Linked DNA regions of Ovis aries: region 1 is linked to region 2. A link is a contact called in public Hi-C data. All regions are on one chromosome and are shown on one strand. The core of a region is the stretch at or near the end of the contact, and the rest is flanking DNA. Distances in the headings are between cores, read along the strand shown. Region 1 overlaps MGAT5 (alpha-1,6-mannosylglycoprotein 6-beta-N-acetylglucosaminyltransferase). Region 2 overlaps MGAT5 (alpha-1,6-mannosylglycoprotein 6-beta-N-acetylglucosaminyltransferase).

What was found. A called contact is a pair of places that touch in the nucleus more often than the background predicts.
Region 1: a Hi-C map of hypothalamus shows a contact between it and region 2, with 4 times the contacts expected there. The contact joins two enhancer-like sites. A contact is called at or near these places in 4 of 16 Hi-C or Micro-C datasets (hypothalamus, muscle and tail adipose tissue).

The regions. Positions count from the first base shown.
Region 1 is chr2:176,551,352-176,557,219 of ARS-UI_Ramb_v3.0, reverse strand. All of the region lies in intron 2 of MGAT5 (alpha-1,6-mannosylglycoprotein 6-beta-N-acetylglucosaminyltransferase), which reads left to right. Among named protein-coding and RNA genes, the nearest start is that of MGAT5, 130 kb to the left of the region's middle. Within about 2 kb of position 1,404, at least 8 of the 54 cell types and tissues checked have an H3K27ac peak or open chromatin away from gene starts, as enhancers often do. A contact at or near this core is called in hypothalamus, where this site is marked.
Region 2 is chr2:176,323,551-176,329,901 of ARS-UI_Ramb_v3.0, reverse strand. MGAT5 (alpha-1,6-mannosylglycoprotein 6-beta-N-acetylglucosaminyltransferase) reads left to right here. Exons shown (of 18, transcript XM_060410112.1): 14 at 4,091-4,237. Among named protein-coding and RNA genes, the nearest start is that of TMEM163, 330 kb to the right of the region's middle. Within about 2 kb of position 2,936, at least 12 of the 54 cell types and tissues checked have an H3K27ac peak or open chromatin away from gene starts, as enhancers often do. A contact at or near this core is called in hypothalamus, where this site is marked.

The sequences.
Region 1 (5,868 bases), core at 155-2,654, 230 kb before region 2:
TATGAGACAGGAACAGATTCACAGTCACAGAGAACAGACTTGTGTTTGTTAAGGGCTAGGAGAGGGAGGACTGGGATTTGGGACTAGCAGATGCAAACTATATTATATATAGGATGGTTAAACAACAAGGTCTGACTGTGTAGCACAGGGAACTGTATTCAGTATCCTGGGATAAACTATAATGGAAAATAATATAAAAAAGAATGTATATATGTATAATAGAGTCATTCTGCTGTATAGCAGAAGTTAGCACAACATTGTAAATCAATTTTAAAAAGGGAGCTTAGGATTGATGTGTACACACTGCTGTACTTGAAATGGATAACCAACAATATCCTACTGTATAGCACAAGGAACTCTGCTCAGTGTTATGTGGCAGCCTGGATGGGAGAGGAATTTGGGAGAGAATGGACACATATATATGTATGGCTGTGTCCCTTTGCTGTCCACCTGAAACTGTCACAGCATTGTTAATTGGCTATACTCCAATATAAACTAAAAAGTTAAAAAAAGTAAAGCAGAAGCAATATTGTAACACATTCAATTCAATAAAGACTTTAAAAAAATGATCCATAACAACAACAAAAAATCTTTAAAAAACTGAAAAATGTTATTCAATGCAAAAAGAAAAAAAAATGAATAAGTGCAGATGCTTGAGGCCCACAGACTCAGAATCTACAGAATAACCAGAGTCCTAGGTGATTCCCAGGCACATGAATGTTCAGGGAGCAAAGTTCTAGGCTCAGCCTGTTTCATGGGCAGCAGTCAAATCTCTCTGAGGCACTGTGTCATGGGCATGGCCCCTCCCTGCATCAGATGTGGTTCTGATTTTGTATCACTATTATGATAAATTCTAACACAAATATATATAAGCCACTTTGTGTTAGAATTTATCATAAAGTAAATATATATGTATCTGTAATATATATCTGCATGTGATTTGTTTGGTACTTTGCTGTGAGTGTTGAAGCAAATGTGTAGATCGGAAAAAGAATCCTTTTGACTACCTACTCATACCCACCGTAGGAAATCACTGTAGAAGGTTCTGGGGGTTCAAGCAGTAAGACCTTGATTCTGACTTTGAGGAGTCTGGTCCAGGAGGATAAACATTAAAAGAGTGATTTCATCTTGTAGTATATCTTGTGATTCATAAGAACCAGAGAAAAGAGTAGGTAGATTTTTGTCCTACTGCTGAGGTGTCATCCATCTCAGTAGATATTGATAGGTGGACAGCCCTATATGATAAAGTCATTTTTAGACTTTTACCAGAATCTGACCTCTTCTGGGAGCTTCTGTGATGCCTCCTCAAACTCTGACTGCATAGCACTTTTTATGTTTTCTAGCAAGTAGCTTAAATAGCCATTTGTTCAGTTACTGGTCAGCTGGTATGTAGCCCAAGAGAGAATGTTTGTCATTGAGTGCTTGTTCTGGACTCTGCCCCTTGGCTAAGGATCCCTACTTCCTATTCCGTGGAATGACTTCCCGATGTGACTTTTTGTCTTTGTGATCTCACACTGAAGGCATGTTATGTTTCAGCTGAATGCTTTTCCTTCTGAATTGCCTAGCTGGAAGCATGGTCACTAATCCCTATAGCTGAATTAACCCATTTGAAGATTTAGGAGGTAGATCTTGGCTTTCTCTCTCTCTTTTAAACTGGAAGAGTTTATTTAGAGAGATATACATTCTACAGGCAGAGTGTGGACCATCTCAGAAGGCTAAGAGACCATGAGAGAAACACATTCCGTAGAGTGTGAACTCACAGAAGGCTAGAGAGGCTTTGAGAGAAAGCATTCCACAGGGTGTGGAACATCTCAGAAGCCTAGAGAGGCACTGAGAGAAAGGCATTTGATAGGGTGTAGACTGTCTCAGAAAGCTAGAGGATCCTTGAGAGAAAGACATTCCACAGACAGAGTGCAGACCATCTCAGAAAATGAGAGTGGCCCTGAGAGGAAAAGTTTCCATAGAGTGTGGGCCATCTCAGAAGATAAGTGAGACCTTGCCCGCCTCTCTTGGTGCAAGATTAAGAGTTTTCCAGAAGAAAGAAGCAATGACCCTATAAAGTGTGTACTTTCTGTTGACAGATGTAGAACAAAAACTGCATCTGGGAAACCAGAGTGTTTGCCTCTTGCTGTGGTGGTTTTTTCTTTCTTTTTTTTTTTTAAATGAGAAACTCTTTATCTATATCCTTACTTGCTTTTCCACACTCCTTTGTTTTGGAATCACATAAACTTGGGATCAGTACTAGCTGGGTGAGCTTTGAAAGAGCAGTTGGCTAATTCTCTGAACATCATGTAAAGTGATGAGCAATTATTTCAAAAGGATAAGAATGAAATGAAATGCTGTGAACAGAGGGTCTAGCACAGTATTTGATACCAAGTGCCTAGTATCCAGCAGGCCCAGTTGCTGGTCACTGTGCCCCTGGCACTGTGTTGAAATATGCTTATGAATATGCTCTCCTTAGATCTTACAGTCATTTAGTATAAGACTTACATGCTAGGCAGGTAACAGATATATAACGAAGTCTGCATGGTTTCCATGGAAAATTGGAGGGCTATGCCCAACACTATTGCTAAAGTCCTCTCAGAGGAAAGGGTTTAGTGTGACCAGATAGTCCCATTTTTCAGGAGCTGCCAGAAAACTCAGTTTTTTTATATTAAATATCCCTGTTTTCCAAATGTTGTTAAGTCATTAAGGAAAAATGATTTCTTGTCTACTAAGGGTACATCCACAAGGTTTTGTTTGTGTCCTCCAAGACTCTGTTTCCCCAGTCCTGGATTTAGAAAAGCCAGAGGAACCAGAGATCTAAATTGCCCACATCCGTTGGATCATCAAAAAAGCAAGACAATTCCAGAAAAACATCTGCTTCATTGACTATACCAAAGCCTTTTACTATGTGGATCACAACAAACTGTGGAAAATTCTGCAAGAGATGGGAATATCAGATCACCTGACCTGCCTCCTGGGAAATCTGTATGCAGGTCAAGAAGCAACAGCTAGAACTGGACATGGAACAACAGACCACTTCCAAATTGGAAAAGAAGTACGTCAAGGCTCTTTATTGTCACCCTGCTTATTTAACTTGTATGTGGAGTACATCATGTGAAATGCCAGGCTGGATGAAGCACAAGCTGAAATTAGGATTGCCAGGAGAAACATCAATAACCTCAGATATGCAGATGACACCACCCTTATGGCAGAAAGCAAAGAAAAACTAAAGAGCCTCTTGATGAAAGTGAAAGAGGAGAGTGAACAAGTTGGCTTAAAACTCAGCATTCAGAAAACTAAGATCATGGCATCTGGTCCCATCGCTTCATGGGAAATAGATAGGGAAACAGTGGAAACAGTGTCAGACTTTATGTTTTGGGGCTCCAAAATCACTGCAGATGGTGATTGCAGCCATGAAGTTAAAAGACGCTTACTCCTTGGAAGGAAAGTTATGACCAACCTAGACAGCACATTAAAAAGCAGAGACATTACTTTGCCGACAAAGGTCTGTCTAGTCAAAGCTATGGTGTTTCCAGTAGTCATGTATGGATGTGAGAGTTGGACTATAAAGAAAGCTGAACACTGAAGAACTGATGCTTTTGAACTGTGGTGTTGGAGAAGACTCTTGAGAGTCCCCTGGACTGCAGGGAGATCAAACCAGTCAATCCTAAAGGAAATCAGTCCTGAATATTAGTTGGAAGGACTGATGCTGAAGCTGAAACTCCAATACTTTGGCCATCTGATGTGAAGAACTGACTCATTGGAAAAGACCCTGATGCTGGGAAAGATTGAAGGCAGGAGGAGAAGGGGACGACAGAATGTGAGATGGCTGGATGGCATCACCAACTCGATGGACATGAGTTTGAGCATGCTCCAGGAGTTGGTGATGGACAGGGAAGTCTGGCTTGCTGCAGTCCATGGGTTTGCAAAGAGTTGGAAACAACTGAGCGACTGAACTGAATAGCAAGAATGCGTTGTGCTAAGTGAAAGATGACCATCATAAAAGACCACATAATATAGGATTCTGTTTATATGAACCGTCTGCCATACGCACATCTATGGAGACAGAAAGTGAGTTAGTGATTGCCTAGAGCTGGGGGATGGGTAGAGGACTAGGAAGTGAACTGAAGGGTTTTCTTTTCAGAATGATGGAGATATTCTAAAATTGATTGATTTGATAGTTGCACAACTCTGTGGACATTCTAAAAACTTTGAATTGCACACTTTGAAAGAATGGATTGTATGGTATGTGAAGTATATGTCAATAAAGCTGTCACCAAAAACAGGTAACCTAGACAAATGATGGTCAGGTAAACCACATCCCTCAGTGGTGGGTGGTAAATGCTGCTGGTGTGTAAATGTACAGGTGCATTGTCCACAGGTCAGAGGAGTGTCATGAAGGGCTTTCTCTTTGGATGTCCTTTCACATAGAACTTTCCTTTTTAATTTGGAGACCATTTCTTTAAGGGAGATTATTGCAAAATTAACTGAATAACTGTATGATTTCTTAACAGGGCATTCCTCTCCTCTCTAGCTCTCCAGCATAGGAAGCAGTTTGGAGAACCAATGCATTGTCTGAACTTTTATTTCTCCTGGTTTTCCATTACTACTTAAGTGTTTAAGGTCTATTTTTATATCCTTTCTGCTCAGGGTCTTGTGATAGTAGCTGCCCAAGGAATCTGTGAATTAGTAAATTATTTAATTTATAAGTGATGCAAAGCCAAAATGATATCTAGAACTTTAATGGACAGAAACAATCAAAGAAAAACAGTGGGACAGACCAATGGGCCGAATTTAACAATATTAATGTCCTGGGTATGCAGTAGCCTCCCCTTATCTGCGGTTATGTGTTCTGCAATTTCAGTTACACACAGTCAACCACAGTATGAAAATGTTAAATGGAAAATTCCAGAGATAAGCAATTCAGAAGCTTTAAATTGTGCACCATTCTGAATAACAGCAATACACTGCTTCCTGCCCGAATGTGAATCATCTTTTTGTCTAGCATATCCACCTATTAGCCAGTTAGTAGCCATCTCAGTTTTCAAATCAGCTGTGATACTACAGGGCTTGTGTTCAAGCCATCCTTATTTTACTTAATACTGACCCCAGTGCACTGGAGTGGTGATGCTGGCAATTTACATGTGCCAAAGAGAAGCTGCAAAGTGATTTCTTTAACGCATAGGTGAAAGTTCTCAACTAATTGAGGTTGGTAACATCTACAGTAAAAACGAATCTTCTATCTGACATGCTGTAAAGAAGAAAAAGGATGTTTGTGAGAGTTATGCTGTTGCTCCTTAGATTGCAAAAGTTATAGCCACAGCACAGCGTGTGGTATTTAATTAACATGGAGGAGGCTTTAAATTTGTACAGTGAGATATTTTGAGAAAGACTGCATTTATATAAGCTTTCTTACAATGTATTGTTATAATTGTTGATCTTATTAATAGTTATTGTTAATCTTACTGTGCCTAATTTATAAATTAAACTTTATCACTGGTATGTTCGTATAGGAAAAAAAAATAGCATATATAGGGTTTGGAACAATGCACAGTTTCAGGCATCCACTGGGGGTCTTAGAACATATCCCGCAAGGATAAGAAAGGTACCACGGTAAATAAGAAGTCATGCATGTAAACGCAAAACAACTATACCAACCCAGAGTGGAGAAGAGTGGACTTCCCTGGAGGCTCAGACTGTAAAGAATCCACCTGCAATGTGGGAGACCTGGGTTCGATCCCTGGGTTGGGAAGATTCCCTGGAGAAGAGAATGACTACCCACTCTAGTATTCTGACCTGGAGAATTCCCATGGACAGAGGAGCCTGGCAGGCTCCATACAGTCCGTGGGGTCACAAAGAGTCAGATGCAGTTGAACGACTTTC
Region 2 (6,351 bases), core at 1,687-4,186:
GCAGCCACGAGGCTCCCCCGTCCCTGGGGTTCTCCAGGCAAGAACACTGGAGTGGGTACATCAGAGTAAATCAGCCGTGTGTATACATGTATTCCTCTTTTTTGAATTTCCTTCCTGTTTAGGTCACCAAGAGCACCAAGTAGAGTTCCCTGTACTATAGAGGAAGTTCTCATTAGTCATCTATTTTATACATAGTATTAATAGTGTATATATGTGAATCCCAATCTCCCAATTCTTCCCACCTCCCACCCCTTTGGTGTCCATATGCTTGTTCTCTATGTCCATGTCTCTATTTCTCTTTTGCAAATAAGTTCATCTGTACCATTTTTTTTTCTAGATTTCACATACATGCACTGATGTCTAAGAACTACCTTAATCTACTCTTAAGGGATTCTTTGTCAACTACTCCACTTAGGGGTTTAAAACAATTTCTTTCCTCCTTTCACACAGAGTGAAAATCTGAGTAGTTTAACTGAACTCTGTCGATACCTAGGGAATTCCCAGTCCTGGAGCTTCATCTGTTCTCTCTTCCTTAGTATTAGTTCAAAAGTTAAATTTTAGAGCATGTAATTTAGAGCTCTGTTTAGAAACGCTCATTGATGGAGTCAAGCTGCAGCCATGGAGATGTTCTGTCATCTGGAATATCCTCATTACAGTCTAGGCTTCTGAAGACAAGATGAAGTATCAATAAAACATGCTGCTTCCTCCTGAGTTGAGCCTTTGCACTTGAATGCATTCTTGCAGTGTCTCTCTTGTTCCTGTGCTAAGGAAATCTAAGTGGGCAGAATGATGGGGGAGTGGGGAATTGGGGGAAAAGCAATTCAGTGTGGTTAAGTGCCAGTGTGTGGCAAGACCATAAGCCCTCACAAGGTCACAGAATGCCCTTGGTGGTGACAAACTCTCTGCCTATCCTGTTGTCATTCAAACCTCAAGTATGCTATTTGACCTTAATACATCTGCTGCATTAGAACGTCACAGGTAATGAGGACACAGGAAGCAAGAAGAAAAGTTGTTTGTTGACAGAAGTGACAAAGAACTGTTGTTTTGGTGTTTGCAAGTAGTGCATTTCCTGCAATCCTAATTAGTGTGACGAAGACTCTTTGCCAAGAAGTTGTGTGGTATTTGCTTAAGATTCATTATGAACTGGTGAGGTTTTGGAGAGTTAGCCCAAAGTGTTTATTTTATGTGTACTGAGATACTCAGTTGCCAGCAGGGCAGAAGAGATGGTGCAAATTGTTATTCAGATATAATTAAACCTAGGTCACATTCGAGTCCATTAAGCAACAGCCTCAAATCCTTTTAATTAATGGGTTCAGATTGGTAGGTCTGAAGGAGCTAATTAAATTTCTTTTTCCAGGATTTTCTGTTTAAATAGACAAGCATTATGGTTCCTGCATTTCCTCCAAAGTTATTCTTTGTAGTTTAGTGTTGATGACAGTGTCAGCGCTTCATGGCAGGCCCTGCTTTTTCAGAGGTTAGGAAATACTATGGTCTCTGGTTAAACCAATGGAGACCCCTGTCTGCATCTTTCAGTATCTGGAAGCCCTGTGTTTCCTGAGTTCAGCCACAGCCTGATAGAGGTCCTCTTTTCCCTAGAGAGCCAGCACCTCCTCCCCTAAATCCGCCGGAGTGACAGATTGCAGAGATCAAAAGCCTTAAGGATAGTATCCCGGATTCTTCATGTTTAATGAAGCTGGGATGTCTCGGAACTAGATCTCCCACCCATTCCTTTGTTTCTTCTACTGTTGTCAGTTACACCCGCCCCCGGTCCCGCTAAGCCGCATGCACAGGCCATACCCTGTACACAGAAGTTCTTTCTGACAGTCTAACTCCTATTAGCTACATGTTGTGGTTCAGTCGCTCAGTTATGTCTGACTGTTTGGGACCCCATGGACTGCAGCATGCCAGGTTCCCTGTCCTTCACTATCTCCCAGAGTTTACTCAAACTCATGTCCATTGAGTCGGTGATGCCATCCAACCATTTCATCCTCTGTCATCCCCTTCTCCTCCTGCCCTCAATCTTTCCCGACATCAAGGTTTTATCCAGTGAGTTGGCTCTTCACATCAGGTGGCCAAAATATTGGAAATTCAGCTTCAGCGTCAGTCCTTCTAATGAATATTCAGGGTTGATTTCCTTTAGGATGGACAGGTTTGTCTCAAGAGTCTTCTCCAGCATCACCTTCAGAAGCATCAGTTCTTCGCTCCTCAGCTATCTTTTTGGTCCAGCTCTCACATCCACACGTGACTACTGGAAAAACCATAGCTTTGACTAGATGGACCTTTGTCGGCAAAGTGATCTCTCTGCTTTTTAATATGCTGTCTAAGTTTGTTATAGCTTTTCTTCCAAGGAGCAAGTGTCTTTTAATTTCAAGGCTGCAGTCACCATCCACAGTGATTTGGGAGCCCAAGAAAATAAGATCCAAAATCAGGGGCTCCAGATGGTGGGGGAGATGCCCTCATACCAGACAGCTTCTAGGTTCCAGCTGCCGTGTTTCCTTCCCCTCCGTGTCTCTGGTTCTTCTGCTCCAGAAGAAATGACCCCCACCAGCAGAGGGAGCTCAGCTGGCTTCTCAAAGCTTTTCCTCCGCAGTTCCTTCCCCTGTGGATATCTCTCAGAATCATCTCAAGGTCTACAAGATCTGAAAGGTTATTCTTCCAAAACAACAAAACACTTCAGTACGCTGTTCTGTGCAAAAGAACATACAGTTATAGGATGTCTCTGCAGAAAACCTGAGATTTTAGTTTCTTGCCCCAGAAAATTCCCTGCGGGGGCTTCCTGACTCTTCAGTATGGCCAACATGGGCCACGCTGGGTTAAGCCCTGGAATTGGGTGCCCAGCACATACATGCTTCATCTTCCAGTGTTGCCTGGGGAACCCAGCAGCTTGTACTCAGGGCTCTCTAGACAGAACCATTCCAAATCATCATTCAATTAAAGCTGCAGAGATAGGATGGCTGGGGAGAGGACCCAGGAAAAGAGAACCAGGCATCCAGCCACGTCCAAGCCAGCAGCTTCCTTCACTTTGGGGGCCTGGCCATGTGGTTGTTCCCCAATGTGATGGCAGAAGGAAAGGACGCTCTGGGGCCCAGTTGTGCTTTGCCACTGGACGTGCCTCAGAGACTGGAGAGGTTTCAGGAGCAGCTCCTTCATGTGGCTAGGGAGATCTCACGTGTCACCAAGCCCAGACTCAGACCCTTCCCGTCAGGAAGCACAGCCCCCCAGCGGTGTGAAACGCCCTGGGAGGCGGGTACACAGGGAGGCCTTTCTATGCGATGATGTTTCATTTCTGGTCCCACGAATCAGTGCCACTGAACTGCAGCAAGTCCCTTTTGTCACAGGGGCTCTGGGCCGCAGCGTTCTCTAACAAGGACTCTGAGATGTGTTTTTGCTGCCATCTGTTGTCTGCTGTGGGGACAACTCAGGGTGTACTTGATGGAGAGGGAAAGCCTTGCCCAGTCACAGCTCCGAACCCTCTCCCCACATCGAGAAGAAAATAAAAACCAAGATGTTGATGTCCCCCAGTGAAAACCCCATTATGAAAACCCATGTTTGCTGACCTCCCATCGCTTCCAAGCAGCTCCATGTGAACTGCAGTCACACTGCCGAGCGACCTTTCTGTCCCTGTGCCCAGCATCCCTGAAAGGGCCTGTTGTTCCTTTGGTTCAATGAAGAAACCTTCTGTTTAGTTAAGCAAGTGTTTTTCCAGTCATGTCTCCTGTTGCATTACAGAAAGATTATTGTGAAGTCTTGAGGTTTGTTGTTGTTATTCTTTGAATACCCCCACCTCCCTACCCCCTCAACTACCCACCCCCGACACTTACTCCTTTCCTTTTTTTTTTTTTTTTTTCTTCCACAAAGAAGTGAAATTCCTGATGACCTGAGCACCTGCCTGGGCCTTTAAAGGTCCCTGGTCTTGGTTTTCAGGTCCTCTTGTAAACTGGCTTCTCATCACCCCAGCTCGCCCGGGCCTTGGAACTTCCCAGCCTCAGAGATGTCTGCACAGGCATGGAGCCCAGAAGAGGCCCCTGGGAGCCAGGGACGCCAGTCCTGGTCGCTCTGTTTACGTGTGGTGTGTTTCTCTGTCTTACAGCTGTTTGTTGGGCTTGGGTTCCCGTACGAAGGCCCAGCTCCCCTGGAGGCCATCGCGAATGGATGTGCTTTTCTGAATCCCAAGTTCAACCCACCCAAAAGCAGCAAAAACACAGACTTTTTCATTGGCAAGCCAACTCTGAGAGAGGTAAGCATCTATAAAACGCATTCTACTTTCACTCGTATGAATGGTACCTCTTTATGGAGTGCAAGGAGCCCGTTTGAACCTCAGAGCCTTGGACGGTGGGTATTGCCAACTTCATTTCATGTACAGTAACTCCCCTACATACGCACCTTCAAGTTGTGAACTTTCAAAGATGCGAACGTATGTGCACTAATCAATCACATTAGTTCACGTGTCTGGGAGGCATCGCCATGTGCTTGCATCCTCTACAAGCGGTTGTGGTTCTGTGTACTTTGCAGTATTCTATTGAGTACAGTAGGACAGTACCTTTATTTCAAGCCCAGGATGTCCAGAAACAGGCATAAAAGCAGCAGTGATGTAGCTGGTACTTGCCTGTTCACTTGATGTCAGCCCCTCTATGCGAGCTGTTGCACTATGCTACTGTGCTTTCTAAGATACTGTACTGTAAGATTAAAAATGTTTTCTTTACTTTTTGTATTTGCTTTTACATATTATTTGTGTGAAAAGTATTATAAACCTATCACAGTACTACCGTATAGCCGATTGTGTTAGTTAGGGACCTCGGTTACCTTTGTTGAACTCAGAAACAAACTAGATTTTCGAATGTTCTCTCAGAATGGAACTCATTTGTATGTAGGGAACTTAATACAGTTGGGTGGAAGGAGGAGGGTGTACAGGGATTCAGACATGGATGGTTTGATTACATCCCCTCACTAGGTAGTTTCAGAGCCAAGATCCAGTCTAATTTCCATCCATCTACAAAATATAGGTTCCTTTCACCCTACCCCATCTCCATCTTAATTTGAACAGATATCTCCAGCCTTCTAATGGGCTGGACTCTTATTTTTCTGAATGATTAGTTTATGGAATAAAAAGAAAATTAACTGGTTAACAGGTTTGTTTTTTTTTTTAACTTTTTATTTTGTATTGTGATATAGGCAATTAAAAATGTGATAGTTTCAGGTAAACACCAAAGGGGCTCATGTATCCGTTCTCCCCCAGACTCCGCTCCCATCCAGGCTGCCACATAACATTGAGCAGAGTTCCATGTGCTATACAGGAGATCCTTATTGGTTATCCATTTTAAATATAGTCATGTGTACATGTCAATCCCAAACTCCGCAACTATCTCTTTCCTCCCTCCTTTCACTCGGAAGCCATAAGTTCATTCTATAAGTCTGTGAGTCTCTTTCTGTTTTGTGAATTCATTTGTAACATTTCTTCTTAGATTGCACATATAAGGGATGTCATAGAATATTTCTCCTTCTCTGACTTCCTTCACTCAGTGTGACCCTTTCTAGGTCCATCCATGTTGCTGCAAATAGCATTATTTCATTCTTTTTGGTGGCTGAGTAATATTCCATTGTATGTGTGTACCACATCTTTATCCATTCCTCTGTCAGTGGGCATTTAGATTGCTTCCATGTCTTGGCTATTGTAAACATTGCTACAGTGAACATTGGGGTGCATGTATCCTTTTGTATCATTAATGGGTATTTTTAAAGAACCTACTCTCTGTGATGAGCTTTGGGGAATAAAAAGTGGGCTGTGGGGTCCTTCCTTAAAGAATCATCATCCTTAAGAGAAATGATGTATCAGGAGTGACTAAATAGCATGCCTGGTATTTTAGCTGTCGGCCAGCACCACCCTGAGAAAAGCAGTTCTGCTGTTGCTTGAACTGTTTGTAGAAGCCTTATCTGAATTGACTTCAGGGGTTCCCTTGAAAATCCACAGAGGGGAATGAATCACTGTTGAAGGCAGTTGGATTCTATTTGGGACAATAAACGAAAGTGCATGTGAGTGACCAAGCTGGGTATTTCTATATCTGCTTAGAAAACAAGCATGTGCAAGGGACAGTAAGATCAATTTCTTATTATTTCGTATTTATTTAGTTAGTAAGTGGCTCTGTGGGCTGCTTGCGAGGAGGAAGCCTTTAAGTGTTGAGTTATCCCAGTGCCCTATCATTCAGGACAAAAGGATGATTCTGCTGTCAGCCCTCCCCACCCCGACCCCCAGACATGTTTTTAAAGCATACTGTTTTCAACTCTGCTACTTTCAAACCTTTATAGGACAATGCTCCTGAAACGCCCCCAGTGAATAAAGCACATTTTCCATGA